7 separate regions of the Sus scrofa genome follow, and all the other regions are linked to region 1. Evidence: chromatin contacts called from public Hi-C and HiChIP or PLAC-seq data. All regions are on one chromosome and are shown on one strand. The core of a region is the stretch at or near the end of the contact, and the rest is flanking DNA. Distances in the headings are between cores, read along the strand shown.

Evidence for each region. Hi-C and Micro-C count contacts between places; a contact is called where the count stands out from the background. HiChIP or PLAC-seq counts read pairs in DNA pulled down with a chosen protein or histone mark.
Region 2: a contact with region 1 is called in a Hi-C map of liver, with 2.5 times the contacts expected there. The contact joins the promoter of BCL6B here to the promoter of PER1 in region 1. A contact is called at or near these places in 1 of 47 Hi-C or Micro-C datasets (liver) and 1 of 2 datasets of contacts at active chromatin or transcription factors (alveolar macrophages).
Region 3: a contact with region 1 is called in a Hi-C map of liver, with 4 times the contacts expected there. The contact joins the promoter of ASGR1 here to the promoter of PER1 in region 1. A contact is called at or near these places in 1 of 5 promoter capture datasets (liver) and 1 of 47 Hi-C or Micro-C datasets (liver).
Region 4: a contact with region 1 is called in a Hi-C map of liver, with 3 times the contacts expected there. The contact joins the promoter of GABARAP here to the promoter of PER1 in region 1. A contact is called at or near these places in 2 of 5 promoter capture datasets (fetal liver and liver), 5 of 47 Hi-C or Micro-C datasets (liver, mesenteric adipose tissue, skeletal muscle and 1 more) and 1 of 2 datasets of contacts at active chromatin or transcription factors (alveolar macrophages).
Region 5: a contact with region 1 is called in a Hi-C map of embryonic fibroblasts, with 1.8 times the contacts expected there. The contact joins the promoter of EIF5A here to the promoter of PER1 in region 1. A contact is called at or near these places in 1 of 47 Hi-C or Micro-C datasets (embryonic fibroblasts) and 2 of 2 datasets of contacts at active chromatin or transcription factors (alveolar macrophages and skeletal muscle).
Region 6: a Hi-C map of liver shows a contact between it and region 1, with 4 times the contacts expected there. The contact joins the promoter of POLR2A here to the promoter of PER1 in region 1. A contact is called at or near these places in 2 of 5 promoter capture datasets (fetal liver and liver) and 5 of 47 Hi-C or Micro-C datasets (heart right ventricle, liver, mesenteric adipose tissue and 2 more).
Region 7: a contact with region 1 is called in an H3K27ac HiChIP or PLAC-seq map of alveolar macrophages. The contact joins the promoter of SENP3 here to the promoter of PER1 in region 1. A contact is called at or near these places in 1 of 5 promoter capture datasets (liver), 1 of 47 Hi-C or Micro-C datasets (liver) and 1 of 2 datasets of contacts at active chromatin or transcription factors (alveolar macrophages).

The regions. Positions count from the first base shown.
Region 1 is chr12:53,374,238-53,378,445 of Sscrofa11.1, forward strand. It overlaps PER1 (period circadian protein homolog 1), which reads right to left and starts at 2,486. Exons shown (of 24, transcript XM_005657042.3): 1 at 2,336-2,486; 2 at 1,970-2,106. VAMP2 (vesicle-associated membrane protein 2) reads right to left here. Exons shown (of 5, transcript XM_003358281.5): 5 at 4,170-4,208.
Region 2 is chr12:52,425,550-52,429,757 of Sscrofa11.1, forward strand. It overlaps BCL6B (B-cell CLL/lymphoma 6 member B protein), which reads left to right and starts at 1,856. Exons shown (of 9, transcript XM_003131927.6): 1 at 1,856-1,960; 2 at 2,510-2,700; 3 at 2,910-3,131; 4 at 3,241-3,615; 5 at 3,892-4,016. The coding sequence starts at 2,522.
Region 3 is chr12:52,538,463-52,542,670 of Sscrofa11.1, forward strand. It overlaps ASGR1 (asialoglycoprotein receptor 1), which reads right to left and starts at 2,120. Exons shown (of 9, transcript NM_001244458.1): 1 at 1,958-2,120; 2 at 1,649-1,767; 3 at 1-93. The coding sequence starts at 1,715.
Region 4 is chr12:52,595,907-52,600,114 of Sscrofa11.1, forward strand. GABARAP (GABA type A receptor-associated protein) reads right to left here and starts at 2,260. Exons shown (of 4, transcript NM_001190288.1): 1 at 2,065-2,260; 2 at 1,444-1,522; 3 at 1,186-1,304; 4 at 224-718. The coding sequence starts at 2,154. The coding sequence ends at 653.
Region 5 is chr12:52,656,838-52,661,045 of Sscrofa11.1, forward strand. EIF5A (eukaryotic translation initiation factor 5A-1) reads left to right here and starts at 2,203. Exons shown (of 6, transcript XM_021067817.1): 1 at 2,203-2,262.
Region 6 is chr12:52,778,129-52,782,336 of Sscrofa11.1, forward strand. POLR2A (DNA-directed RNA polymerase II subunit RPB1) reads left to right here and starts at 1,705. Exons shown (of 31, transcript XM_021067825.1): 1 at 1,705-2,194. The coding sequence starts at 2,102. It overlaps SLC35G6 (solute carrier family 35 member G6), which reads left to right. Exons shown (of 3, transcript XM_003483096.4): 3 at 1-1,447. The coding sequence ends at 284.
Region 7 is chr12:52,855,042-52,859,249 of Sscrofa11.1, forward strand. It overlaps SENP3 (sentrin-specific protease 3), which reads left to right and starts at 2,422. Exons shown (of 11, transcript XM_021067831.1): 1 at 2,422-2,653; 2 at 3,470-4,195. The coding sequence starts at 3,481. It overlaps TNFSF13 (TNF superfamily member 13), which reads left to right. Exons shown (of 6, transcript NM_001112690.1): 2 at 36-120; 3 at 261-308; 4 at 440-558; 5 at 775-913; 6 at 1,111-1,449. The coding sequence ends at 1,220.

The DNA.
Region 1 (4,208 bases), core at 1,236-3,735:
ACAGTAACCAGGCCCTGCTGCCGTCAATGGAAGAGAGGGGGCGGGAGACGGCGGTGACGTCAAAGCGGAGGATGGGGCGGGGCGAGGCAGCCGGGGAATGTGGGGCAGGGAGGCCGGAGAGGCAGCGGTTTGGGAGGCGGCCAGCCCAAGAGGGCGGCGGCCAGCGCACTTGGGAACATCATGTTCTTTTGGCTGGTAGCCCAGGACATGCACCCAGCCTGGGCGCCTCCCCCAACCCAACGACAGCCGTCCGGTCCCAAAGCCAGGGATTCCTGGAGAGAGGATTAGGAGGAAGGGGTGCTTCCCCCGCCCCCACTCCAGGCTCTCTTCTGGAGACTCGCATCCACCCTCCCTCGGCTGGTTCCTACAGCTCCTGGCATTGGCTTTCCCCCCTCCCAGACTGTACACATCTGCTGGCCCGGTCCCAAAGAGCCAGGGCGGGGAAGTTGGAGGCCCAGGTTCTGCAAGAGAACACGCACCTTTGCTCCTTCCCTGAGGCCCCCTTCAAAGCCTGAATGTCTTGTTACCATGGCAGCAGAGAGAGGGAGGAGGGACAGGGAGGAGAATGGGTCAAGGATGAGGAAATCGAACTGGGACAGAGCAAGTGGCCCAGCCTGGGGCCTGGATCTTGGGGGAGGGATAAAAGAGAGGAATGAGGGACTGGGGCTGGTGCTCCAGCCCAGAAGAACCAGGAAGAGGAGAACAGGGAGGGAGTCACTAAAAGTTGCAAAAAAGCTTAAGAATGTGAGCATTGTCAGTCCCTAACCACAGCATTCACAGAAATCTTTCACCCATTCCTGTTACTGTCACCATACAGCCATATTTTTTAGCTAAAAAAAATTTTTTTTAAATATGACCCAGGCATTTTGCTGAGTACTTTACATACATTAACTTATTTAATCTTCAGAACAAGCCTGTGAGATAGATATCATTATCCCCATTGCACAAAGACCGACTAAGGCTCAGAAGTTACTAAACTTGCCTAAGTTGCTTCATAATATGTTCTCTGACTCTTAACAAATGGGGCCCAGGATTCGAATCTGAACTCTGTTAATGGCTTGTCGTTCTGGCTTCTTACCCTTCAAGAACCTGTGAGGTGTTACCACCTCTGGGGGACCTGGGCCTCTCAAATACCCAGCCCATTCTGAGTTTGGTGCCTGAAACACAGATGCCATCCCCCCCGCCCCAACAGTCAGTCTGCACTCTCTACACACTTCAAATCGCATTGTCCCAGTTTTCATATTCTCACAAAGTCCTTGAGATCACCCTGGCAGCCACTAGCCCCAGTGATCTGCTAGGAACCCCACTTCCTGACTCCTCCACCTCATCACAGGTCACTTTACCACAGGCCTGGTTACTTGTACAGACAGATACCAGAGCACCCAGTTCCTGCCTCCTCCCCTCCAAGGACTCAGGAAGACACACGTGCATCCAATCTGCACAAATCCATCCTCCCTCTTGAGATCCAATAGTTCCTACCCCACGCTCACTCCCAAGGATGGCTCCGAGGCCCAACCCCTTCTTTTTACACATGAGAGAGACATCCAGAGCCACAGCCAAGATGTGACTGGCTCAGGGTCACATAAATCATCACACCACCCTTTTTCAAGTCACCTTGTCAATCCCTTGGTACCCACCCACCTGCCCTACCAGGGCCTCTCTCTAGCTTCACAACTCCTGCTTTTTTTTTTTTTTTCCTTTTTACTGCTGGCCGCAAATGAGGCATGAGTTCCCCGGCCAGAGGTTCAATCGGAGCTGCAGCTGGAGCAACCGGCACAGCCACGGGCAACAAGGAATCCGAGCTGCATCTGCGACCTACGCTGCAGCTGATGATCCTTAACCCACTGAGTGAGGCCAAGGGATAGAACCTGCATCCTCACAGAAACGGCGTCCTTAACCGAAGAAGCAACAACGACGAGAACTTCTCCCTCCACCGCCCTGGCCTCTTTCAAGTGCTTAAGGCACCTACCCGAGCAACAGTCACGCACTGGAACGTCCCCCACTGGTTCTAAAGGGTCCGGTACCTCCTGGGAGCAGAGGTCTCAGCTCCCTCAGGCTGCCGAACGCTTCCGAACCCCTCCCCGCGGCAGTCAGGGATCCAGGCACCTTGGAATAGCGAGGGATCTTAAATCAGTGATTCCTGCTCCCTTCTCTCTAGAACTGAGTTCGCGGCCCCTATTCCCTGCAACCACTAGAGCTCCCACCGCGGCGATCACATATCCACACATTCTCCTTCACGGTACTGCATTAACATTCCTCCTTACGCCACGCGGGAAAAACCTATACCAATCGCCGCCGCTCCCCGCTCCCCACCCCACCACGCCGGAGCACTCACCGCTCGGCTCTCACGCGCGGTACAGTTTCTTCCCAACTAGGATCTCGGAGACTTGGACTCGCTCCTTCAGCCTCGCCCGCCGACCAGGACGCCACGCCCCTCAAGCTTATTGGCCTAAGGGCGCCGACCCATGCCCCGCGCCGCGTGCGGGGCCCCCCCCGCCTCCGCCCAGCTACCATTGGCACCGCCCGCCGCCGTCACCTTCTCATTGGTCAGTTTGCCTACCAAGCGACAGATCCACGTGCGGGAGGGGCCGCCCTAGCGCGTTGATTGGAGGTCTGAGGAAAGACACGCCCCCACTCACATCCGAAATTCTTATTGGCTGTGACTCCACCCCCGGCCTGCCTAGATTGGTGACGCAAACGTCAGTCCAGCCCTCCCAATTTTCTCATAGGCTGAGACATTCCGGAGCTGTAGAGGACACGTGCAGGCGGTCTCACGCGGCAAGTTGTTTACCTAGAAGCTGGGGATTTTCCTTGACGACACTCTTACCCTAGACTGCCGAGTCTGCGCAGGCGCAGATGTGAGCGCCCGTAACTTTGTGGGGGGCGCTTTGAGAGCCGTCCCGTGCGTGACAAGAGCGCCCCCGCGCTGGGACTCTGGACCTGAAACTCCCAGTAGCTGGAAGGTGTGAGCATTAGGTGAAGCGGTCTTCAGGTCTCCGTACCGCGTGACGATGATGACAAAAAGATGATAGCCACCTCCCAGATTATTTTCTGTGGCCAGGCCACGCGCTTCTTATAAAGCCGGAAGAGGCGGCGGCTCACTTCCCACCGCCTCACTAATGATACTGAGATTCAGAGAGGTTACATAATCTGTCCGGAAGAACAAGCTAGTCTCTAATGGGATCATGATTTGAACCCAGATCTCCCACATAAAGAAGGCGGGTCCAAGAGCCTGCGGGAATCCTAAGCCTGTAAAGAACTCAGTAGATGAAGGGTAAAAAGGCTCTTAGTACCTGTCCTGAAAATAGTAAGCCCTCAACAAATGGTGAACATTATGATAATGACTGTATACCTAATTATAAGAATCACTTGGTCCCTTACAACTGCTGACTCAATCTCCGGGGAAGGGGCCTGAAAATCTATTTTAAAAAGCATTCCTGGTAGTTCTCATGAGCCGACAAGTTTAGGAAACATTATCGAGATTTCCTATGCGGAACCCTCATGTTGCCGCCCAGAAAAATGGGCCCTCCGGAGCTCACCTAGCACTCCCACCTACTGTTGAAGTGCCCGGGGTCAGAGATGCAAGGGTACCACATCGGCTGCATTTGTTGCTGGAGATTAAGAGTTCAGTGTGGGGGTCCAGAGTCACCAGTCTGACTGCACACAGGGCAGGGGTGGCAAGCCCTGCAGCCGACTCCACACCACACTCACCTCTGTCTCCCTGAGCCGTTTTGTTCAATTAGTATTTATTAACCCTTCTGGATGTTAGCACTGTTCTAGGCACAAAGGGGAAGAGATGTTTCCCAGTTGTCCACCTATTTCAGGTCTAGGAGTAAATGACCACAGGAGCAACTGCGTAACACCTGAGAGTTAAGTCAAGGAGTAGAAAGGGATCCAAGAAACAGCAAAATGCCCTCAGAAAAGGAATGGGGGGAAAGCTGAGAAGCCCAGACCGCAGGGTTCACCAGGCTGAGGCCCTGGGCTCATGAACACATTATCGATTCCTGGTGCCCCCTTGTGGCCACTTTTGGGATCACACTTTGCCCTGCCCAAGGTCAGGTTCCTTGGCAAAGCTCAGTCTCTTCCAGATGTATCTTCTCAACCTTCTTGTTTTACCTGCAGATCCAACACCCTTCCCACTGGTTAGGAAAAGATCTTAAACCACCACCTGGTTACTCATTACACATTTATTGTACATTTTCACAATC
Region 2 (4,208 bases), core at 606-3,105, 950 kb before region 1:
AAGAACACCTAGCAGGTTCTCCTGATAGTCCAAAATGACCATCTCCAAAGTGTGGGTGCCCGGATCCCCAGAACTAACATAGCTTCAAAGTCAGCTCCATGCCTCAAACTTACTACTGGCCCTCAAGCCCGAACGCAGGCCCCCTGGTGCCCAAACCAATCAAACTAATTCAACATCCCATAAGAAACATGCACCCCGCAATTGACAAATTAACCAGATGACACAAAAGCAGCTCCATCCTGATACCAAAGGGAGCCCCTAGTCAAACTCCCACCTCCAACTGGGCAGAGACCAAGGTAATGGCCATTTGCAAAAGCCACCTCACCATCCGGAATCCTGAGTGGTCCCCCATTCCCAGTTTCTCAACAGCTCTTTCCTGCACCCAAATAAAGACACCCTCAAATCTGAAGGGGAGGGCCCCAGGCCAGGTTAGGCAGCTCCATGGATAATGGGCAGTCATCACTGGGTAACTGGAGACTCTTCTGAGCCCAAACGCAAGCCCTGCTTTGCAGCCAGACTCCGCTCTGACCCCCCCCCCCTTCTCCAAATGAACCTTGCTCCGCCAACAAAACCTTGTCTCCGCAAAGAAAATATGAGGCTGTGACCCGGGCCTATCTCCCAGATCAGGGACTCAAACTGGGCTTAGCGGCCCCTCCTGCCCTGGCTCCCTTCTTTTACCCTGAGACCCTCCCTCTGTCTGTTCACCGCATCCAACTTTCATATGAATGTTCCCTAAAAAGTCACCCCTAAAGACAGATAACAGTATCCAGCTCAGTAAGAAAAGAAGCTCCCAGCGCTCAGACCCTGCTCCTTGTCCCACTCGCGGATTTCTCACCCCAGGTAGGAACCACAGCCGCAGAGGAAAGTCCCCTCTGTCGCCTAACTCGCCCTCCCTCCGCCCAACCTTACTCCCTTGGACAAAATAAACCAGCGCAAAGTGGGGGGAGAACGAAGGTTACGGCCACCCAGACCTAACCGATCCTGTGGACCCCCCAGCCGGTGGAGACGACGGGGCGAGGCGAGGCTGGTGCTCGTCCGCCCCCTCGTGGAAGGAGCCAAACATTGCCGAGCTTTGCCTACTTGCCGCGCTGGACCCCGGCGTCCCGCCAGCCTCCAAGCGTAGCCGACGGGCGGGTGCCCGAGGCCCTAGTGAGCTGGGACTGGGGGAGGGCGAGCGGGCTTTGGGCGGGAGTCTGTCTCTCCGGATCCCTAAAAGGAGTAAGAAGAGAGTGGGGAGCGAAAGTCCGGACCCTAGGGCTCCTGAACGTCTCTCGGCCCCCACCCGGGGCTTTCCCCACCTCCTCGAGGGGAAGCAGCTGGCGGAGCCGTCCGGTCGCAGGACAATGGAAGGAAACGAACTAGAAATCATATCCGCCCCCTCCCTACCGAGCGCGGTCAGAGCCCCCCTTTTTGCAGGCCCTGCCAGAGGAGGCTGTCATTCCACCACACCCTCCGGCTGTCCGAGAGCCCGCAGGAGCCCCCCATCAGCTCCCCAAACCTGGTGCCTCTTAGGGCTCCCCTTTATCTCCGTAATACCGTACATTGGAAGGGGGGTTGTGTAGTATTCACTCTCCTGTTAAAAGGCTCCTTGCTAAAGGCAACACGTCAGTTTTCGCTGTCCCGCCCGGGCCCCCCGACGACCCAGGTTATGCACACTTCCAATCTCAATATCCCCAACCTCCTCCCCAACTCCAATGTCCCATCCTCAGTTCCACCTTCAGGCCCAAGACCCCTTACGTTACGACCACCCAGCGTTTCTGAGGTCCCGCCCTGGAGCCGGGGACCCCGCCCCGGGTTCACCATCTGGAGAGCGAGGGAGGAAGGAAGGATACAGACCCAGGCGTTCACCCCACCTCCACCCCCGCCCCCGACATCCCGGCCAGATAAAGGAGCCGAAGCCAAGAGGGAGAGAGACCCCGCCCCCCTTGAGAAGAGAAGCCGAAGCCCCTGCAGGACGGGGGTAAGAACCTGAGACTGTGGGAGCCAGACGCCTAGGTCCCCTAAGAGGGTTGGGGCTTGTTGATGGAAAGAAGACTGAGGCCCAGAAACTGGGCTAAACTAGGGATCCGGGACTGGAGAGTGGAAGTTTGTGTTTCGGGGAAGGGAGCTTCGATTGGGATTTGGAGAGGTGTGGACCGCAGGTCGTCTGGGGTCTCCAAGCAGGATCGGACACCTGAGACCAGGCGCGCAGTGAGGCTGAGGGGAAATGGGGATGCCGGAAGGGCACTGGGAGTCTAACTAAGGACCCTGCGGGCCGGATTCCCCACGCTTGCCATCGACGCCGCGGTGTGGGAACCTTCAACTCGCTCCAAGCGCTGTGGCATCTAGAGGAGGAAAGCGAGCGATGCTGTGGTTGAAGGCAGAGAGAACAAGACGAATTAAATGAGGCTGCGAGAGCCGGGGCCGGGGGCTTGGCTCTAGCTGCCCCTCAGGAGGAGGAGGCAAACCGCGGAAGGGAAGGCGTCTTAGGACGGCCTGGATCCCTGAGCCCTTGCCTCGGCACCCGCAGGCCTACGTCGCGATGGGTTCCACCGCTACCCCGGAGGGAGCGCTGGGCTACGTCCGCGAGTTCACTCGCCACTCCTCCGACGTGCTCGGCAACCTGAATGAGCTGCGCCTGCGCGGGATCCTCACTGACGTCACGCTACTGGTTGGCGGGCAACCCCTGCGAGCGCACAAGGCGGTTCTTATTGCCTGCAGGTTCGAGGCGTGGCTGGGTTGGGCCCAAATGGGAAGGGGGCGGAGCCATGAGGACTTGGCGAGGGAACCCGAAGCCAAGCCTTCCAGAAGCAGGAGGCGGGGCGTCTAGGGCTTGGGGGCGGGGCTCTCTGTAGGGGCGGGTTTCTACTGGTGCGCTGGTCTCCCTCGGTTCCCCAGCCCCTAATGTGACCCATCTGCCCTCTCTCCAGTGGCTTCTTCTATTCAATTTTCCGAGGCCGTGCAGGAGTGGGGGTAGACATGCTCTCCCTGCCTGGGGGTCCGGAAGCTGGAGGCTTCGCTCCTCTTCTGGACTTCATGTACACCTCGCGCCTACGCCTCTCTCCGGCTACGGCGCCAGCGGTCCTGGCAGCTGCCACCTACTTGCAGATGGAACACGTGGTCCAGGCATGCCACCGCTTCATCCAGGCCAGGTGAGGGAGCCCCGCCTTGGCGTTCCCCGTGGATGAAGTGGCAACCTAGGTGTCTAGGGCAGAGGACAAAATTAGGAAACAGGACTAATGTCCATCACTCTTTTCTCAGCTATGAACCTCTGGGCATCTCCCTGCGACCCCTGGAGGCAGAACCCCCCACGCCCCCAACGGCCCCTCCTCCAGGCAGTCCCAGGCGCTCCGAAGGACACCCAGACCCACCTACTGAGTCTCGCAGCTGCAGTCAAGGGCCCCCCAGTCCAGGCAGCCCAGACCCCAAGGCCTGCAACTGGAAAAAGTACAAGTTCATCGTGCTAAACTCTCAGGCCTCCCAAGCAGGGAGCCTAGGCGGGGAGAGAAGTTCTGGTCAACTTTGCTCCCAAGCTCAGCTCCCCAGTGCAGATGAGGCTTCCAGCAGCAGCAGCAGCAGCAGCAGCAGCAGCAGCAGCGGCAGCGAAGAAGGACCCATTCCTGGCCCCCAGAGCAGGTGCAGTGACTGGAAACCCCCAGAACGTGGAGAGGCTGGCCTCGGTGGTTGGGAAGAGGGAGTGAGGGGGTGGCCTTCAGAGACACTGGCTCCCCTTAGGGAGTTGGCCAGGCTTTCTCGGTGGGGGAGGGGACTTTGGGAGCATAGTTGGATATGGCTCATTGTCAGTACTCTCACATCCAGCGGGTGGGCCTTAGGCAACAAGTTCCCCAGGGAAGAACCCCCAACCATATAATCTCTCCTTCCCCCTTTCTCTGGGCCGTGACGTCTGCCTAGGCTCTCTCCCACTGCTGCCACTGGACAGTTCAAATGTGGGGCTCCAGTCAATACCCCCCTTCTCCTCGCACCCCGGGCTCCAGAGACCACTGGGCCACCCTCTGGGCGGGCCCGTCCACTACCAGGTAAGAGCCTCTCCTTCTGCCTCCTTTTTGGCTTTTCGCCTGTGGCTGCTCAAGGCCAGTTTAGGCCAAAAGCCCTCAGGAAGGGCCTATTCCAATTCCTGCAAATTAGAATCCCTAGGGAGCTTTTAAACCTCCCATTGCCCAGGTCACACCCTGTAGATCAGAATGTCCGCAGGCAGGCATCCATATTTT
Region 3 (4,208 bases), core at 870-3,369, 840 kb before region 1:
CTACCAGCAGCAGGAGGCTAAGGCCCATGGAAATCAGGAGGAGGCAGGGTCCCGAGCAGAGACGCCGAAAGAGTGACTGTTGAGGAGGTGGCCCTGCAAGAGGAGAGGGCGTCACGCCCTCAGGGACAGAGGGGACCTGGGGCAGGGCAGCTCTGGGGTCCTAGGAGGAGAGCATCCTGGGCCTCCTCTTGTAGACGAGCAGGAACCTTATAGATTAAGAAACATGGGAGTTCCCTGGTGGCTCGGTGGGTTAAAGAGCCAGCATTGCCATGGCAAGGGTTCAATCCCTAGCCCAAGAATTTCTGCATGTAGACACAGCCAAAAAAGAAGGAAGGGAGGGAGGAAGGAAGGGAAAGGAAGGAAAGAAGAAGGAAAAGACACGACAAGAAAAGAGGAATGGGGGAAGAAAGGAAACCTAGGCGGTGGGTGAAGCTGAGGAGCCAGCGGTGACCTGGAGCAGGGGAGGGACGGAAACTTTGACCGGCCGGAACCCTACCCAGTTCATGGGCTTTTGCTGACATCTGGTGGCTGAACTTAGTCACTGCAGCTGATGAACTCAGCCTGGAGGCCCGAGTTCGTGAGCAGGAAGACTGGGGGACTGGGATGGGGGGCGCTTGCAGGTGAGGCAAGAGAAGTGGATTTCTTGCTCTCCCCGTGAATCCCACTCCTCTCTGGCTGGGCCCAGGGACAGGAGGCAGAATAACCAGACTTCAGTTTCCCCAAGTCGCTCTCAGGAACCCTGTCCCCCATGAGCTGGAATGTGGGGGGGCCCCCCTCCATTCTCACCAGCAGCCCCTTCCCCCATCAAAAGGCACTGCCCTCTCCCATCCACCAAGAACTTCATCTTGGCTCAGCCAAACATCCCTGGTCGCAGGAGGAAGAAAGGGGGGTTGGTTTTTGATGTAGGAGGGCCTCATCTCCCCCACTCTCAGGGATCCCTTGGCCTTTCAAAGACATCTTACCCCTTGACCAAACTAATGCCACACACTAAAATAAATAAATAAATAAATAATAATAATAATAAATATTTCCTTATCTTTTTTTTTTTTTTGTCTTTTTAGGGCCACACCCGCAGCATATGGAGGTTCCCAGGATAGGGGTCTAATCAGAGCTATTGCTGCCGGCCTACACCACAGCCACAGCCACATGGGATCCGAGCCGCGTCTGCAACCTACACCACAGCTCAGGGCAACGCCGGATCCTTAATCCACTGTGCAAGGCCAGGGATCGAACCTGCAACCTCACGGTTACTAGTCGGATTCATTAACCACTGAGCCACGATGGGATCTCCAATAAATAAAAAATTTTTTAAAAATCCCAGACACCTGTGCACTCACACTCACACACTCACATCCACTCACACACACTCGGCCAAAGCTCTTGGGGTGCTGGAAGAGGAAAGAAGGGGGTCTGACTTCTTCCGCTTACTCCCACGCCCCTGAGCACCCCTCTCCCCAGGGTCCTGAGAAGCTGGTGACAAGGCGAGGGACAGGAGAGGGGTCAAGAAAGGGACTGCAGCCCTGCACCCTGCCCTCCTGTAAGAGGGCGGCTTAGACCCCAGGAAGAGTCAGGGTCACAGGAGGAAGAGGAGCCGAGGCGAGGGGGCGGGGCGAGAGCCTTCTGGAAATGGCCGGAGGCGTCCCCTCACCTTTTCTGTGCTGCTGGTCATTCTCCTCATTGTCCAGATGCTGCAGATCCTGATATTCCTTTGTCATGCTAAGGCTGGCTAGACCTCGAACCAGGTCACCGCCAAGGTTAAGGCTGAGGCTGGGGTTGAACAGACTTGGGTGTGGGAGGCCCCGTCCCTTTCTAAGGGATCAGCGGCTACGCGGAGACCCTTCTTCTTTCTCCCCTTCCCTCCCAGACCCAGCATCCAAAAATCTGTCTTCTGAAGCTGCGCGGCCCCATCGGCACCCCAGCCCCCAGCCCCCACCCCCCGCCCTTCTTCCCCTTTTACTTGCTGAAGGTCTCAAGGTGGACTCCTGGGTCCCTCACTGCTGTGCAGATGCCCGGCTGGGAGAGCGGCCGAAGGCTGGAGAATTAGGGTGCGCGGACAGCCCTGGAAAGTGGGAGCGGAGGGGGCAGGGTCCATACGCGGGCCCTGAGCCCTGTGCGTCTGCGTGTCTGTGTGTCCGCACACACCAAACCTGGCATCCCCAGTGCCCAGGACTTTGGACGTAAACAGGCAGAAATGGATTTGGACCTCGGGGGGGTGTGGGGGTGGGAGCGGGGGATGGGTTGTCTCATCTTGGCTTCCCAGGGACAGGGAGTCACCTGGGCTGTCCTCCCCGCCCCAACCTCACTGAAGGCACAGTTTGGGAGGGGGGCCAGGCCCAGAGCGGCCAGGGTGCCCTTTGCTGTTTCCCCTCCGCCCTTCCCCCTTCACTTCCTGCCTCTGAATTTTCCAGAATTTTTAGTGTCTCCAACTGCCTCTGGACCAGGAACAGAGGGGCCGATCTCTGCTCTGCTCTTACCCAATCCGGGCCTGTGACCCTGGCATCTGAACCTAAGGCTGGCTTTCTGGGGACTCTCTCAGGGGAGTAAGCCCTGCACACTGTTGGGGGTGGGGGAGGTAGGCTTTCCCCCCTTGGCCAGGATTGGTGCCAACCAGGCACCAATGTGGAGATGGGGAAGCCGAGCCCTGCGTGGTAAGAGCTTACCCAGGGTCACACCGCAAGGAAGAGCAGACAAGGACTGGAATGTGGGCGGTGGGACTCCAGGGCCTGTGTGCTGCCCTCAGAGCCAGAATCCCCTCCTGTCGCCACAACTGGGCCCCAGGGTCCCAGAGATGCTACAAGTGATCCCTCAGCACCCCATGGAGGGTTCACGGAGGATTGAGGCGTGTGCAAATTGAAATTAGGCTAAATTAGAAGTTGGGCGGGGAGTTCCCCTTGTGGCTCAGTAGATTAAGAATCCAGCTAAATCATTGAGGTTGTGGGTTCGATCCCTGGCCTCGATCAGTGGGTTAAGGATCTGATGTTGCCATGAGCTGCAACATAGGTTACAGATGTGGCTCAGATCCTGTATTGCTGTGGCTGTGGTATAGGCCTGCGGCAATAGCTCCAATTCAACCCCTAGCCTGGGAACTTCCATATGCTGCAGGTGTGGCCCTAAAAAGCAAAAAAAAAAAAAAAAAAAAGAAGAAGGAGAAGAAAGGAAAAAGAAAGAAATTGGGCAATGTTACATTGTAAATCACCAATACCTTAATAAAAAAATTTTAAGGAGTTCCCATCATGGCTCAGTGATTAACGAATCCGACTAGGAACCATGAGGTTGCAGGTTCGGTCCCTGGCCTTGCACAGTGGGTTGAAGATCCGACGTAGGCCACAGCTCCAATTCAACCCCTAGCCTGGGAACCTCCATATGCTGTGGGAGTGGCCCTAGAAATAGCAAAAAGACCAAAAAAAAAAAAATTTAAGAGAATAACAAAATTAAAAAAAAAAAAAAACACTGTAAATCAACTAGATTTTTTTTGTCTTTTTTTTTTTAGGGCCACATCTGCAGCTTATGGAAGTTCCCAGGCTAGGGGTCAAATCGGAGATATACCTGCCGGCCTACACCACAGCCACAGCAATTCTGGACCTTTAACCCATTGATCGAGGCCAGGAATCGAACCCTCAATCTCATGGATACTAGTTGGGTTGGTTACAACTAAGCCACGATGGAACGCCCAAAAAAAATTTTTTTTAAGGTATTTGTTTATTTGTTTCAGCTTTTGGGTATTTCTGCTGATTCTCAGCTCTGTTTCTTTTTTTTTTTTTGCTTTTTTTGTATTTTTTAGGGCCACACCCACAGCTTATGCAGATTCCCAGTCCAGGGGTCCAATCGGAGCTGTAGCTGCCAGCCTACGCCAGAGCCACAGCAAGTCGGGATCCAGGCCGCACCTGCGACCTACACCACAGTTCACGGCATTGCTGGATCCCTAACCCACTGAGCAAGGCCAGGGATCGAACCTGCACCTTCATCAATGCTAGTCGGGTTTGCTAACCGCTGAGCCATGATGGGAACTCCAAAAAATTTTTAAAAGAAAATTAAAAATTTAAATTAAAAAAAAAAAAGGAGGGGTTCCCATTGTGGCGCAGTGGTTAACGAATCCGACTAGGAACCATGAGATTGCATGTTCGATCCCTGCCCTTGCTCAGTGGGTTAAGGATCCGGTGTTGCCATGAGCTGTGGTGTAGGTCGCAGACGTGGCTTGGATCCCGCGT
Region 4 (4,208 bases), core at 1,010-3,509, 780 kb before region 1:
ACTTTTTTTAACCTCAAGCCCCTATCTATACACGGGTACATAACACAACTTTCATGAAATGATACTCAGAGTATTCCATCCATCACAACAAAAGCACACTTTCTCTGCACAAGGAAAAGCCCAACATAAGGAGAAGAAATAAAAATACATTACTATCCCTCCAACCTCCCTTTCCCCCATTGAGTAGAGAACAAAAGGCAGAGGGCAGCAACACAAAGCAAAATCCAGTTCAGCTTGGTGGTTTCCTCTTTATTGATGTGTATCCTACCTTCCCCGCCACAATTCAGTCCCTTCCATCTACCCCCCAAAAAGAAGGTAGTGAAAATAAGGGATTGTTGGGATCCTGAGCCCCCTGGGCAGTTAGAAAGGAAACAGAAACCAAAACGACCACTGGATGTGACAGAGATGGACAATCAAGAAGTCTAAAGCTGAGTGGGAAGGTGGTAGAGAAAGGGAAGGAAAGGAGTACTGGAGGCCATCTCCCCCATTAACCCTTGTTTTAAGAAGGGCTGGAGGAGAGTCTCAAACATTAGGAAGTGTAGGTCCTGAAGAAAGGAGGTGGTGTTTGAGCCTCAAGGAAGGACAGGTCGAGGAAGGTGGGCCACCTCTCTCTGTCTGAAGAATGGGACCCCCGACCTTAAGGGCAGCAGCTTCACAGACCATAGACACTTTCATCACTGTAGGCAATGTACAGAAAGAAGTCTTCTTCATGGTGTTCCTGGGGTGAAAGCAGAAAATGACAGTGCTCAGGCACCTGGGCTTTAATTACTTGAACCAACCACCACCCAGGCACATTCTTCCAAAAACATTCTTTTTGAAGACCCCCAAAACCAGTGCTTTGACTCTCCCTCTCACTTGCTCCAGACCCTAGCGGCTGAGCAGTATTATCCTAGCAGCAGTCCTAGGCATAAAAATCACACATTGTTCTCTGCTGCCTCGAAATGGGGAGGGGCCTGGGGAAAGTCCAGATCACAACAGTTGCTCCAACTCACTGTTCTCTTTTCTCTCTACTCCCACTGCCCTGTCTAAATCCCCAACCCAGAACTATAAGGAGATTTTAAAGCCAAATTTAAAACTGAGAGCTAAGTAAGCCAACTAGTCCAAGACCTGCTGACTTAAAACTTCCTGCCTCTCAAGTGCTTCCAACTCCTCTCCAAAGCCTCCACTACTTCCCAGACACTATACCTGGTACAGCTGACCCATCGTGGCACTGGTGGGTGGAATGACATTGTTGACAAAGAAAAACAAGGCATCCTCAGCTCGGAGATGAATTCGCTTCCGGATCAAGAAGTAGAACTGACCAACTGCCAAAGAAACAAGGTCTGAGAAAGTCTGAGGTCACAAACGCCTTCAAAAGAACAGCTGCTATGTGGAGCCTCCTCCAGCAGAGACCACATTCCCACCCCCCAGGAAGCAAACCTGGCTACTGGGTCAGGTTCTCACCTGTGAGATCAGAAGGCACCAGGTATTTCTTTTTATCTAGGTCTCCTATCCGAGCTTTGGGAGCCTTTTCTACTATCACCTGATAAAGAGACGAAAATTAGGAGACATTAGGTATACAGGCCCACAGCTCCACCTGTCAAGAACTCAACATTCCTAGCATCCCTACCTACCCCAGACTCATTTCTCTTTGTCTCTGAACACGCGGCGCAGTCCTGAGCAGGGATTCTGATCCCACTGACTCAAACTCACCTAAACCTCCAGAATCCCTGAATAGGACGTCATAACAAACAATGATTTTAATCAAACAGGCATGTCTTGTCTGGGCCGACTAGAGCTTCAATCTCAAGCACCCCCTGTGAAGCTCGGAATGTCAAACGCCCTACACGAATCCAAGGTCTAGCTCTCGCGCCTACATCCCCTTAAGCCTACATCCCCTAGCCCCCCAGTTCTAATGCTACCCCACTCCTTTCACCTCCAGTCCCACAGACAGCAGTTTCGGGCTCATTCCCAACCCTGCCACAGCTGGCAGCCTGATGCCCGCGCTGCGGGTCTCGGACTCAAGCCCAGGCTGTGGCGTCAGCGCCAGCGCCCCGCGCCCTCGGCCCTGGCTACTGTCCTCACCGGCACCCGGTCCGGGTATTTCTTTCGGATCTTCTCGCCCTCAGAGCGACGCTTCTCGAACGGATGCTCTTCTTTATACACGAACTTCATCCTCCCGGGAACCGGGTTGGACCGGGCTGGGCTGAGGGAACCCGGGGGGGCCGGGATGGGGGGCGGCGGCGACGGCGGCGACGCGCGGGCGGATTCAGCGGAGCGATCCCGGACCTTGCGCCACTTCCCTATTCACCAACCCCGCCCCCGGCCGTCAGAGGCCGCCCCACTCGCTATGTTACGCTCCTAGCTCAGTGGCCCCAACGCCACTAGCGTAGCGCCACCTACTGACCTCCCCCCTCACGCAATCAGCGTAATCGCTTTGGAATCAATTTACGGGCTACGCAGGCGACGTAGGAAAGGTGGCTGGCTTTTTGCTATCATAGAAAATAACTGAAAACCCATTTCCTGACTTTTTCCACAGGATGAAAAGGGCTTGGAGATGGTAATCATAATTTGAGACTTGGTTCTCCGAAAGTGCTTTTCAGAAGTAACAGAGGTAAAAAAGCAGATAATTACAAGGACAGCTATTCAGGAAAGGTGCTGGTACGCTGAAGGCGGCGGTTGACACCAAAACAAAGTAGTACCCCAATGGAGCAAGCGGTCTTTGGAAACAGAGGAGGGCAGAAACGAGACCTATGTTTGGAAAGACGCTTATGTTTCCAGAATGCTTAGGTTCCAGGAATGAGTGGACGAATAGGGACTGGAGAGGTCTGAAAGGTAGGGACTACGTCAGCGCGGAGGAACACAGTCTTCGCGGCTCACGGAGAGATCATGTGATCGCAGAGAAGGGCGGGGCGTCACGTGGCGAGTGCGAGGAAGTAGAGCCGGCTGCGGCTGGGGGAGCAGGGCCAAGGGGAGGGAGGTGGGGCGCCAGGGGCCTGGGACACCCCCCCCTCCGCCCCCGGGGGGCTGCGCCCGCTCAGCTAGTCTAAGTCAGGCCCGCAGACGAAGCCAGGCCTCTCCCAGCGTCCAGTTCTCTTTTCCTTTCAAACTTTTCTGTGTTACTGTTCGGAAGCTCACATTCCCTCTGGACACAGGGCTGTTCTTTCGCTCCCGGCCAGGGTATCATCCTGCCACTAAGACCCTCCCCGCCAGGGTGGCCAACACCCTCCCCTCAGGTCAACAGCTTGCTCCTTACCCTCTGCCCAGAGCCAGGGTGGGTGTGAACAAAGCCCCTTCATTTCCCCCAAACCCAGAGAAGGACCTAGGGCAGCTTTGGTTTCAAAGTTATAATGCATGGTTTAAGTAGACGAAAGAAAAAAAGAGAAAGCTCGTTACAGGTCTGAGGGACTCTAGGAAGAAGGGAAGATGGAAAAGGAAGGGAAGGGACAAGTTTGGGGAAAATCCAGTGGCCCAAAATCCCAGTTTCCCACCCACAGCCCAGCCCTTGGAGTGAAGAATTAGATCAGTTTTGTACAAGAGTTTTTAAAAAATCAAATCACAACAAAGCTGGCTTGGCTTCTCTTTGAGCCTCCCGGATTACCGAGTGTCTTTCGCTCACTCTGGCCAGTCCTGTCTCCACCAGACAATGTTTCAGCTCTCCCAGGCCTCCGCTTTATGTCCCAGTCTGGGGTTTCCGGGGAGTGCGAACACGAAGTTAGAGTGAGGCTGCTTCAGAATCTGGCCCATGTGTCCATCCAGACTCCATACGGAGTGCAGGGCTCCCAGGGCAGAGAGGGGTGGGAGGGGCAGACTCTGCCCAGGCAGTCCTCACCGTTGGCCAGGGCACCAGACGGCATCCCGAGGGCTCACCCTCCCTTCCCCCCCACCCCAACTCAGGTGGAGGGGGAGCAGCTGTCACCAGAGCCTATGTTGGTGAAGGTTTCGACTCAGCACAGAACGAACATCCGCGGTGAACCTGGGACGACAATTAACTTGCATTGGTAGAGCCCTTACGCTGACCTCCTCACCTTAGCGTGAGGCAGCCTCGCTGAAGCCGGGCGGTGGAGACTGAGCTGCAGTTTGCCCAACACCCACTGGCTAAAAGTGACGAGTTTTTGTAAGAAGACCTGGCTTCAAATGCTAAGTTCTTAAGGGAAAAGAGATAAGTGAGTAAAACAGGACACATTTTTATTCTCTCTTGGGCTCCCCCGCCTCCTTGGTGTCTCTCT
Region 5 (4,208 bases), core at 953-3,452, 720 kb before region 1:
AAATTTTTTCTTTTTTTTTTTCTCTTTTGGTCGCCCCATGTCACATGGAGTTCCCAGGCCAGGGATAAGATCCGAGCCGTGGTTTTGACCTAAGCTGCAGAAATGCCAGGCCAGAGATCGAACCTTCGTCCCAGCATTCCCAAGATGCCACTGATTGCACCTCACTGGGAATTGCCAATTTTAGAACATTTTCCTCATCCCAAAAGACACCCTCTGCCCCTTGCCCCATAGCCACTGGCGGCCTCTCTCCATCTCTTCATTTCCCCCTAAGCCCTGAGTCCTAGGCAACGACCATCTACTTTCTGTCTCGATACTTGCCTCTTCTGGACATGTCATGTAAATGATATAATACACTATGTGGTCTTTTGCGACTGTCATCTTGTATTTTTTTGAAGTTTTATTGAAGTTATTCTCTAAGTCTTTGTTTGTTTGGTTTGGTTTGGTTTGGCAGCGCCCCCAGCATGCAAAAGTTCCCAAGCGACAGCAGCGGCAACGTGTGCCAACTGCTAGGTCACCAGGGAACTCTGTGACTGATGTTCACCCATGTTGCAGCGTGTACCCAATACTTCATTCCTTTTTAGTGTGGAATAATATTTCATTGCATGGATGTACCATATTTTATTTATCCCTTCATCAGCTGATGGACATTTAAGTAGTTTATACTTGTTGCTGCTTATGAATAATGCTGCTTTGAACATGTGTGTGCAAGAATTTATAAACGGAGATGAAATTCACATAACATAAAACCATTTTTAAATAAACGATTCAGTGGTATTTAGTGCATTCACACGTTGTGCAACCACCACGTTTAATTCCAAAACATTTCATGACTCTAAAATAAAACCCCATGACCTCTGAACAGTTACTTCCCATTCCCCTTATCTCCAACATCTGGTGACCACCAATCTGCTATTTTTTTTTTTTTTTTTTCCCTTTTTGGCTGCATCCGCGGCATGTGGAAGTTCCCTGGCCAAGGATCCAACTCACGCCACAGCAGCGACCTGAGTCCCTACAGGGACGGTGCCGCATCTTTAACTCACTTTATCGCAAGAGAAGCCCCCAGTCTGCTTTTTGTTTCTATGTACTTACCTACTCTGAATATCTCTTATCAATGAAAGCATAAAGCATGTGACCTTTTTTGGCTTCTTAGCAAAATGTTTTCAAAGTTCATCGAGCTGGAGCATGCATTAACACTTCATTCCTTTTGGCGATTCATAGTCCATTACACACACATGCCACAATTTACTCATTCATCTGTTGACGGATGTTTGGGTTGTTTCCACCTTTAAAAAGTTTTTGACAAAAAAATTAATTAATTTAAAAAAAACACAATTTTTTTTAGGGCCACTCCTGGCATATCGAAATTCCCAGGCTAGGGGTCCGATGGGAGCTGCAGCTGCCAGCCTACACCACAGCCACACCAACATGGGATCACAGTCACATCTACCACCTACACTGTGGCTTGCAGCAATGCAGGATCCTTAACCCACTGTGTGAAGCCAGGGATCCAACCTGCATTCTCTCGCGGATACTAGTAGGTTCTTAACCGGCCGAGCCACAATGGGAATGAACCCCTTTGTTTCCACGTTTTGACCACCATGAATAGTGCGGCTGTAAACATTAGCGTGCAAGGATGTGAATACCTGTTTTTAATTTTGGAGGGAGGTAGATACCTAGGACTGGAATTGTTGGGTCATGTAATACATCTTTGACAAGAGCAGAAATTGGACTTTTAAACAATACTCTCAGGAAGACTGTTGTTGTTGTTTTCTCTCTCTCAAAGCAAATGCCATAAAACACAGAAAACTGAGTAGGAAGAGCTGGGGGTGATGATATTATATGCTACATAAATGTATTCATTCAAACGAGTGTTTGCAGTTTCCATCTAGCAGGTCACATCTCAAACAAAACAACCAGATTCCAAGCCCAGCTTAGTTGCTTGTCTTGTTACACAATTCTGTTGTCCACTTAGCTTACTGAAGCAATGAAGGCATACAGGTAGTGCTGAAAATCCTGGAACTGGAGAGGTAAGATTATAACCTTTCAGGAAAAGCAGCAGCTTTTTTCCCTAGAACGAGGGCCAGGTAAACTCATTCCGAGGGAGAGCATGTTTCTGGCTTCGCGGACACCTCCTAGGACTTAAAGAACGTCAGTGAAATCTGATACCCCACTCTTCATTACAGTGAACTTTTTCTAGGTTTGCTTGTAGACGACTGCTCTGGAGACGGCGGAGACTAGGTGGAGGAAAAAGAGAAATACCGTGTAAGTCTCTACATCTTAGGAATCAGAAGTAGAAAGGCCTCTGTGGAAACTACTGGGACCAACACGGACCAGGGTTTTAAACAAGATGGTGGCTGAGGGCAGGACCGCTCTATCTTCCCGCGCGAAACTCTATGGCAGAGCAGAAGCGCAGTTTAGAGAAGTGAAGCTGAGAAGGGTGGTAACCCGACCAGCACTAGCGCGCTAGGGCGGCTGGAATCGAAAGGGCTCTGCCGCGCATGTGCGGAACCGTGGGGGATGGGCTCAGAGACAAGGGGCCCACCCCACAGCACAAGTTTTCTGAAACGTGTGAGTCTTTTAAGACCAGCTAAAGCCGAAGTGGGGCGTTTCCTAAGACGCATGCGTTCTAGACAGAACCAGCAATACAGTGGCGTGGTCTTTTCAACGCCTGGCGTACAGACGACGTCTGAGGTGGAAGGGGCGGTCAGGATTCCCAACACGCATGCGCTTTGAGGCCGAGGCGTTTCCTTCAGAGGGTGTGGAGTGCGGGGCTCCTTACTGCGCAAGCGCAAGGACTGTCCGGTAGAGCTGGTGGTCTAACCCGGGGAGGGGAGAGGAGGTGGAAGGGCTTAAAAAACCGGGTGCGCCTGCGCGTTGTCTACCGGTGGGACGAGCTCAGGATTTGTGAGGGGCGGGGTCACGTATGCGCGTCATTGGATGGGTAGGTAGGAGGGAGGGTGGAGATCGGGGAGGGTCTGTGCGCTTGCGCAGTGCGGGGGTGGAGGGCGGAGGAGATAGGTAGCACGCTTGCGCGGCTGTCACAGGGCTGCTTGGTTGGTCAGTGGGGAGTCGGCGCCTGCGTACTAAGACCCGTGTGCAGCAGCAGCGGCGGCGGCGGTAGAGGCGGCGGCGGCGGCGGCGGCGGCAGCGGGCTCGGAGGCAGCGGTTGGGCTCGCGGCGAGCGGACGGGGTCGAGTCAGTGCGTTCGCGCGAGGTGAGAGCGAGCAGGGCGCGCGTGCGCGGAACCTTGGTTTGGGCCTGGGAGTAGAGATGGAACTGCGCGAGTGTCGGGGAGGGGGCAGAGGGGAGCGGCGGCCACCGCCGCACGGGGTTCGGTCGGGCAGCAGCGCGAGGTGCGGAGAGGCTCGGGCGCGCGCCCCGGTTGGCGCGCGGGGTGACGGTTGGGGCTGGCCGGGTGACGTTGGAGCGACGCAGGGCGGGGGACGGCGAGCCGCGAGGCCGCCACGCGGGAGAGGCCGCCGGGCGGCCACGCTGGGACGAGGGCCGGGGACCAGATCGGCCCGCCGGGGCAAGGGTACCTGGGCCGTTTAGAACCGGGAGCCGCGCGGCCACGTGAGGTGGGGGAGGGGGCTATTCGGTGAGAGGGCATGTGGGGGGGTTGGCGGCCAGCGAGGGGAGGGGAGGCGGCGTGGCTCCGGCCTGGCGCGGCCTTTGAGGAGGGGGCGCCCGCAGCACCGGAAGTGCCCCCACGGCAGCCTGCCCTCGGGGTCGGAGGCCGCATGGCCGAACGTGGACGGGGGCCGCATGGCAGCGCGGGGACCCCTCCCCCCAGGTCCCCGCCACCGGAAGCCCCGGGCGGCCACATGGTGGGCGGGAGCCGGCAACCCCCCGCGCGGGGAGAGCTAGTCCTCGCGGGCGCTTAAGGGGGCTTGGAATTTTGAGGAGTGCGAGTAGCCCGTGGCCCGGATCCTGATCACTCCGGAGAGCCGTCTGCGGGCATATGTTAGTGTTCTCTCCCCTCATGGGCCCCTGGGGCTTTTCCCCCATATCCTCCTGTGAAGCGAGGTGGCCAGCCAGGTGTAAGTGGCACTCTTCCGTGCTGGGAGGCCAACGAAATGGGGAAACTGAGAGCAGTTGGACGGGAGCCCAACTCTTCTCGGTCATGCCGACAACGGCTTAAAGTCCTGGGCAGATGAGTTACTCTGTGTGATAGGTGCTCTTCACCTTGTCACTGTCGTTCTCGTTGG
Region 6 (4,208 bases), core at 455-2,954, 600 kb before region 1:
TGCTGCCCAACGATCCTCTGAGTTGGAGCTGCGTGGGAGCAGTGGGGATCCTTGCCCTGGTCTCCTTTGTGTGTGTGAGTTATGCGGTCACCAAGGCCCATCCCGCCCTGGTGTGCGCCGTCCTGCATTCTGAGGTGGTGGTGGCCCTGATGCTGCAGTATTACGTGCTCTATGAGACCGTGGCACCTTCGGACATCATGGGGGCAGGGGTCGTGTTGGGCAGCATTGCCATCATCACTGCCCAGAACCTCAGCTGTGAGAGGGAAGGGCAAGTGGAGGAGTGAGATCGAACCTGAGAGCCTGGGGGTGGGGGGTGGGCAGGGGTAAATATAAGGAAAGACTGGAATACAAACATGTGAAAGAACTGGTGTGGGAGAAGGACACCCCTTGGAGTCAAGGGTGACCCGGGGACTTGGTAGGAGGTAGGAAGGGACTACCTAGAAAACCTGGAACCAGCCTGGAGATCAACATATTTGGAATCTAGGCTGGGGCTTGGGATCAGGGCAGAACTAAGGGGTGACATCTGAAGAGCAGATCAAAGGGGCTGAAGCAGGTAGGCCATGAGCCACTGGGAGGATTTTTCCCTCGGCAGCAGAGAGAGAAGAGCACTGGGGCTGGAGTGACTGGGGCTTTCAGGCAGATCAAGCAGCTGTGCTGGCGGAAGGGAGTATGCCTTTTTTTTTTCCCCTCTGAGCGTTGGTTTCCCTTCCTCGTGGTTATGCTCCCCCCTCCCACCTTGGTGTGGTGACGTGATATTGACATCAAACAAGGATCACTCTGAATGTGGCTCTGCAGTTGGTGTCATCTCTGCTTTGGAAGGACAGTGGAAGTCCTACCCCCTGCTCTTATTGGAGAATCCCTTAGGATCCTCACACACCTCTACCACCATCTTATTTTTGAGATATTCTAGAAGGGGGAGGATTTCCTCATGTTCAGAGGCTTTGACCCCGAGTTCCCCAGGACTTCTGCGTCCCGCCCCATGGCTAATCTGCTTTTCCTGGATTGTCGCGGTCCCGTGATCTCTCCCGGATAGTGGCCAGCGTCCTTCCGGAGCAGGCCTCTGAGCTGAGGCCTCTGGCAGCGGCGCAGGCCGGAGATCCTAAACCAGAGCCCCGGACAGCGCTCCGTCAGAGGCCTGGAAATGTCCACTCGTCTCAGGAGGCCGCTCGACATATATCAGCTACTTCCGGACAAGCAATTGGCCTCGCCATCTTGACCTGTTCTTGCATATTCAGCGCGACTACTGCATATTCATGACCAAGGACGGCCCCCAGCACTCCCCCCTTCGGGAACCTACTTGGGAGGATCCGACCGGCCCCGCCTCCTTCATTACCGATTCTCAGAACAGACCATTTTCCAGTGAAGGGGGTGACATGAATGAGAAACTTTGGCTGAAAATGAAACCTCACTCGGAACGAGAATAAAAGCGGCCTATATTTACCCTTGATCCTTTAAACCTTAAACCTCAGTGTAGGAGGGAGGAGGGAGGGGAGGCGACGGGATAAAAACCGTTCCCTTCCCCCTTGTCATTTCAAAAGGTCACCCCAACCAGGGAGCCGGGGAGGGAGGATCAACGCCTCAAGCGCGCGCCCCGTGCACGCCGGCGCAGGCGGCCCCGTAGCGCAAAGGAGGGCGGGAAAGGAAGGGGCGGGGGAATGCCGGGGCGAATCTATAAAGGGCGTCATTCGGCCGGTTCGCTCCTCAGAAGCGCCGAGAGCGCGGCCGGGACGGTTGGAGAAGAAGGCGGCTCCCGGAAGGGGGAGAGACAAACTGCCGTAACCTCTGCCGTTCAGGAGCCTGGTTACTTATTTATTCGTTACCCTTTTTCTTCTTCCTCCCCCAAACCTTTCCCTTTCCCCTCCTCTTTTTTTTTTCTTTTCGGGAGACGAAAAACCTCCGGAAAGGCGGAGGAGAGCTCCTTTCGCCCCTTTTCGTTTCCCCGCCTACTTCCCTCCCCCACCTTTCCCTCCTCCGGCTTTTTCCTCCCAACTCGGGGAGGTCCTTCCCGGCGGCCGCCCCGACGGGGTCTGAGCACCTAGGTGGAGGCGGCGCAGGCTTTTTGTAGTGAGGTTTGCGCCTGCGCAGCGCGCCTGCCTCCGCGATGCACGGGGGTGGCCCCCCCTCCGGGGACAGCGCATGCCCGCTGCGCACCATCAAGCGAGTGCAGTTCGGCGTCCTCAGTCCGGATGAACTGGTAAGCGGCTCTACCCTCCCACTCTTTCTCCCTCCCGCGCTGCGGGCGGAGCTTGACTGCAGCTGCGGAAACTTGGCGCTGCTCGCTGGCCCAGCGTGGCTGGCGGGGCAGATGGGTTAGCGGCGCCAAGGCATTGCAGAGTCCAGCTTCCCGGCCTCCCCAGAGTTAAGTTTTCCTAGGGGTCAGCAAGCTTAGCGCTGTTCCGGGCTGGGGGCCTGGCCGCGAGAGGGGCTGGAGGGTGAGAAGGAGGAAGAGACCGACCTTAAACGAGATCACACGGATCCTAGGGGGCCTTCGCAAGTTTGGATGAGAAGCCGAGCCCCAGATTTTTTTCCCTCCCCCTTCTACATGTATTAATTGAGCACCTGCTACGTGATAGACATAACAGACGGTGGGGACGCCGAGCCGAACAAGACAAGGACCCTGCCTCCTAGAGCACATTCTTTGGGAAGGGGCAGGGGAGACAGCCAGTAAACACGAATAAATGAATGAGCAAGATCATTCTGTGAATGGCAAGTGCCTTGAGTGAAGTGAAACGGTTTAATGCGATGGAGAGCCATCGAGGGAGAGCTACTTTGGATGGGGTGGTGTCAGGGTCTGGGAAGGCCTGTCTGAGGCGGTGACATTACCCAAAATATGAGAAGCAGCCAGTCTCTGGGTCCATGGATTCTAGGACAAGAGCTCTTTAGGGAGAGGAAAGAGCAAGTGCAAAGGGCCTGAGGGAGGGATTAACTTGATGTGCCCTGTGGGCTGAAAAGCGGTCAGTTTAAGTGGGTGAGGAGAGTATTATAAAATGGGCTGGAGGAACTCCAGCGTCTAGTTTACATACTTCTGGTCAGCAGTGTTTGGAATAAGCGAATATTGGGTGTCCATGTTAAAAAGAAAGCAAAACATCTTTTTTTGGAGGAAAAAATAAAATGGGCCAGAGAAGCATGAGGTGGGACAGGCCAGGTGGGGTGTCGTCAATTGTGGTAAAGCATCTGGATCTCATTCTCTTTTTTCAGTAGGAAGCCATTGGAGAATTATAAGCAAGAGAGTGACATCGAGTTTACATTAAAGAGAAAAAAAAAAAACTTACAGGAGTTCCCGTCGTGGCTCAGTGGTAACGAACTTGGCTAGGAACCATGGGGATGTGGGTTCCATCCCTGGCCTTGCTCAGTGGGTTAAGGATCTGGTGTTGCCATGAGCTGTGGTGTAGGTAGCAAATGCCACTCAGAGCCTGCATGGCTGTGGTGTAGGCCCAAAGCTGTAGCTCTGATTTGACCCCTAGCCTGGGAACTTCCATATGCCGCAGGTGCGGCCCTAAAATATATATATATTACTATCTTGGTTGTCTTATGAAGAACTGACTAGTGAGGAGGGCTAAGGATGGAAGCAGGAGAGACCAGGGAGGACGTGGAGCTGTTGGTGACTTGGACTCCTTCCTTTGTGGAGTGAACTGAAGGAAGCCTTTTGGCTGGAGAGACTGGAATTGAGTGGATGGAGACGGTTTTGTCCAAGGAAGAGGCTCAGCTGTAGGAGAGTTGTGTCAGGAGTTAGAATCTCCTGAACTCACACCTCTTAGGATAAATTCCAGATGGAGTCGAGGTTGAAATCTGAAGAACAAAACTGGGGCGTTCCCATTGTGGCTCAGTGCACCCAAATCCAACTAATAATCATGAGGATTCAGGTTCGATCCCTGTCTTCCCTCTGTGGGTTAAGGATTCGGCGTTGCCCTGAGCTGTGGTGTAGGTCGAAGATGCAGCTTGGATCCCGAGTTGCTGTGGTGTAGGCCGGCAGCTATAGCTCCGATTCGACCCCTAGCTTGGGAACTTCAATATGCGGGTGCGGCCCTTAAAAGTGGCTCAGTGGAAACGAATCTGACTAGGAACCATGAGGTTGCGGGTTTGATCCCTGCCCTTGCTCAGTGGTTTAAGGATCCATCGTTGCTGTGAGCTGTGGTGCAGGCCGGCAGCCATAGCTCTGATTTGACTCCTAGCCTGGGAGCCTTTCTATGTCGCGGGTGCGGCCCTAA
Region 7 (4,208 bases), core at 1,172-3,671, 520 kb before region 1:
CCGGCATCTTGGCCTAACCCCGACCCTCTCTGCAGGAACAGAGCCCTGGCGGCGCGGAAGCCTGGGAGAACGGGGAGAGATCCCGGAGAAGGAGAGCCGTGCTCACCCGTAAACAGAAGAGTGAGCCTCTGGGGTGCAGCAGGGGTGGGAGGTGATCAAGCGGCAAGGCGACCCCGAGCCAGCGTGAGGGTGGAGGACTGACAGCCGGGCATCGGGGGGCGGAGGTGGGCACTGCTCAGATCTCCTCCTTCTCTCCTCAGAGAAGCGCTCAGTTCTGCATCTCGTTCCCACTAACATCACCTCCAAGGGTGAGCAGTTTTCAGTAATGGTTTGGGGGGACGGGCGAGATCTAGGAACTGTGGGGCTGGTACCTGGGCCCACGACGAGAAGATGGCTGCGTGCGCCCCCAAATTCTGACTGCCACACTCCTCGCCTCCAGAGGACTCGGATGTGACAGAACTCATGTGGCAACCAGCTCTCAAGCGTGGGAGAGGTCTGGAGGCCCAAGGATACTTTGTTCGAGTCTGGGATGCTGGAGTTTATCTGCTGTACAGCCAGGTAACCCCAAACATACCCTGAGCCCCCCCAAGGGCCTGGAGTGGTGTTCCCCGGGAGTCTTGTCGTGCCCCAGGACTGGGGGGTCCCAACCGCCATTCACACCAAACTTAGGGGGCCCTTCTTCATTCCTCAGCTGCCTTGTCGGGGCTCCTGAGGCCGCCCGGAACTGAGCCACGCCATCCGGTTTTCTTCAACGTCTCCTCCCTTCCCTGCCAGGTCCTGTTTCACGATGTGACTTTCACCATGGGTCAGGTGGTATCTCGGGAGGGCCAGGGAAGGCAGGAGACTCTATTCCGATGTATTCGAAGTATGCCCTCCAACCCCGACTGGGCCTACAATAGCTGCTACAGTGCAGGTGAGAGCATCTGGGCAGTGGAGGGTGGCTCTCCCACCTGCGGGTAGAGGTGGGGATGCTATGGCACGGGCCTGGAGCCTGGCTGGAGAGGAGGATCTGAGCAGTGAAGCAGAAAAGAGGGCCGAGTCGAAGGTGGGAGCGTGAAATCGAGGGCTCTGCATGTGCTTCACTGAGCATCATGTTTCTCCCTTTCTCAGGTGTGTTCCATTTACACCAAGGGGACATTCTGAGTGTTGTGATCCCCCGGGCCAGGGCGAAACTCAGCCTCTCTCCACATGGAACCTTCCTGGGAGTTGTGAAACTGTGATTGTGTTGTAAAGGTGGTTCTGAGCTTGGAAGACCAGGGTGGGTACATTTCGGAGACAGCCAAGAGCCGAGGAGACAAAGGACAGGGAACAGGCAGGAGCAGAGGCCTGTTCAGAGTTTGACTGGAACCCCAGGTTTGACAGCTCCTGACTCTCCCTTCCTCCTCCTGCTCCCCTCCCCCCCCGGGGGGGTCTTTAAATTCATGGATATTAAAGAGACAGACTATCGTTTTCTTTTTTTTTTTTTTTAAGTTCTCCATCCAGCCCCAAATTGAGGGAGTTGGGGGGGGGGATGTCAGGCATTGTCTAGACTTGCTCTGGATTCCCACTGGAATGCTTCCAGAACAGCACCACCATCTAGCGGCAGTTTGAGACAATCATCTTGCCTGTGGGCAGAAGTCACGAAGCCTCCCTCCACTCAGAAGAATCCTGGTCCCCTGTGCCACACCTCTCTCCAAGTACCCTCTGCCTCTTCACCCTACTGGCAACCTCTTCCTCACTTCCCTTTCTCCGTCTGTCGGGCCCCAGTTGCCGTCACTATTATCAGAGATGTAATTATTATGTGCCCGACAACGACGATCCCCTCGCAGCTACATTACTCAAGTTTTGCCTGTGACCCTCTCCATTGCCGTGGCGCGGCAGGCCACTCTCTAGAGTGGAAAGGTTCACCGGGAAGCCTCGGATGAATCATAAGCCCCAGTCCTGACACTCCTCTCATCTCTTTCTGCGCAAGCCCTGCCTAAAATTAAAGAAATAAATGAAACCTCAGATCCATTTCCCCCACCGCTTTGTCTCAGCCGCGTCCCCGTACCGGGATCTCCCGGCACTCCCGGCCCGCCTCTGACACGCCTCAAGGGACGGGGACGCCAGGACCCCCAGCTCAGGCCGGCGAGCTGGTGGAACGCAAAACTACACGCGCGGGGGAGGGGGAGGCGCGAGCCGCATGCGACACGCAGGCGCAAAAGAGCGAGTGCAGGGGCCGCCCCGTGCAGCTTCGGTGTAGCGAGTGTGCGCAGGCGCGGCCCTGCGTAGGGCTCGTGGGCGGGACGGTCCCGTGGCGTCTACGTTCTAGAGTAGGCGGGACTAGGCGCGTGGTGGCCGCGCCGGCGCGGTTCGCGGCGTGTGACGTGCTAATTGTGCGCCGCCACCGCCGGTGGGCCTGGGGCTCGCGGGAGGGGAAGGAGGAGAGGAGGAGGCGGAGGAGGGGGAGGAGGGGGAGGTGGGGGCTGAAGCGGAGCAAGAGGCGGCGCCGAGGGGCGGCTCCGCGGCGCGGAGCGGCGCGCGACCCAGAAGCGTTGGAATCCTGAATTGAGACGGCTGCGCCTGAAGACAGCAGGAGTGGCGGGGCCGCCGCCGTCGCCAGAGAGATGAGCCGGGAAGCCTGAGGCCGGAGACGCCCGCCCTCGGGCCTGTCCGCCCGGCTTCCCCGCTCCCGGTGAGGACGCCCCGTCCCCTCCCCCCAGCTCTGCCGCGGCCTCTCCCATTCCTGGATCTCATTCCTACCTAAGCCGGGCCCAGGAGGCCCTCGAAGGGGCTTCTTCAGGTCCTTGCACGCCGAGCCGCCGAAGCCTGTACCGGTGCTGGGACGCGTTCCGGTCCCCGGGGACGGAGCGGGAGAGGGGGCTGGGCTAACCTTGCTCGACTCAGTTCTGTCCCAACGTCTTGCTTCGGCGGCCTGAGCGCCGACTCGGTTCTCTTTCGGTTTCCTTAAAAATCACGCCCTTTTCATTAGATCCTGTATAGCTCTGGTGTGCCCATTCCGTGAGACGACCTGAGCCCGCCCACACACCCCCATTCATTCTCGGGTGCTTGAGAACTCTCTTCCTATTCTAGATCATGGTTTCCCCGCGGAAGTTGTGTTTTCCCCAAGTATTTCTGTACCATGTCAGGTCTCCCGCACTGAGCCGTTTTTCTTATTAGACTCTCAATTAGGACATCCCTGGTGGTATTACATTAGGGAAGTGGAGTCTGAAAATACTGGGTTTGACCTGGGGATCTGAGAAATAAGAGCCCTGGAGCCTACTGCTTAGCCATTCTCCCATGCCTCTGTTAGGGCAAGAGAGAGATGATGGTACAGACTCTAAAAGCTACCTTGTGGACCACCTTCCTAGTGGAAGATCTGAAGTTAGAGGAGTTCTGCAGTTTTTCCTTAGTTTATTTGCATCTGATGATAGAAGAAGCTTGTGAGGAAGAGAGGCAGGGTTTGGGGTGTAAGATGTTTGATTCCGACACTCTGATCTCTGTTTTACAGGTTACTGGAAGATGAAAGAGACTATACAAGGGACCGGGTCTTGGAGGCCTGAGCCTCCTGGACCCGGCATCGCCCCAGCTTATTCAAGTCCCAGGCGGGAGCGTCTTCGTTGGCCTCCACCCCCAAAGCCCCGACTCAAATCAGGTGGAGGGTTTGGGCCAGATCCTGGGTCAGGGACCACAGTGCCAGCCAGACGCCTCCCTGTTCCTCGGCCCTCTTTTGATGCTTCAGCTAGTGAAGAGGAAGAAGAGGAGGAAGATGATGAGGATGAAGATGAGGAAGAGGAAGTGGCAGCTTGGCGGCTGCCCCCCAGATGGGGTCAGCTCGGAGCCTCCCACAGGTCTCGCCCTCCCCGCCCTGCTCATCGGAAAACCTGTTCACAGCGCCGTCGCAGAGCTATGAGAGCCTTCCGGATGCTGCTCTACTCTAAAAGCACCTCGCTGACATTCCACTGGAAGCTTTGGGGGCGCCACCGGGGCCGGCGGCGGAGCCTTGCACACCCCAAGAACCATCTTTCACCCCAGGAAGGGGGTGCGACCCCACAGGTGCCATCCCCCTGCTGTCGTTTTGACTCCCCCCGGGGACCGCCTCCACCCCGGCTGGGTCTGCTAGGTGCTCTCATGGCAGAGGATGGGGTGAGAGGGTCTCCACCAGTGCCCTCTGGGCCCCCCGTGGAGGAAGATGGATTAAGGTGGACTCCAAAGTCTCCTCTGGACCCCGACTCGGGTAAGGTGGGCCT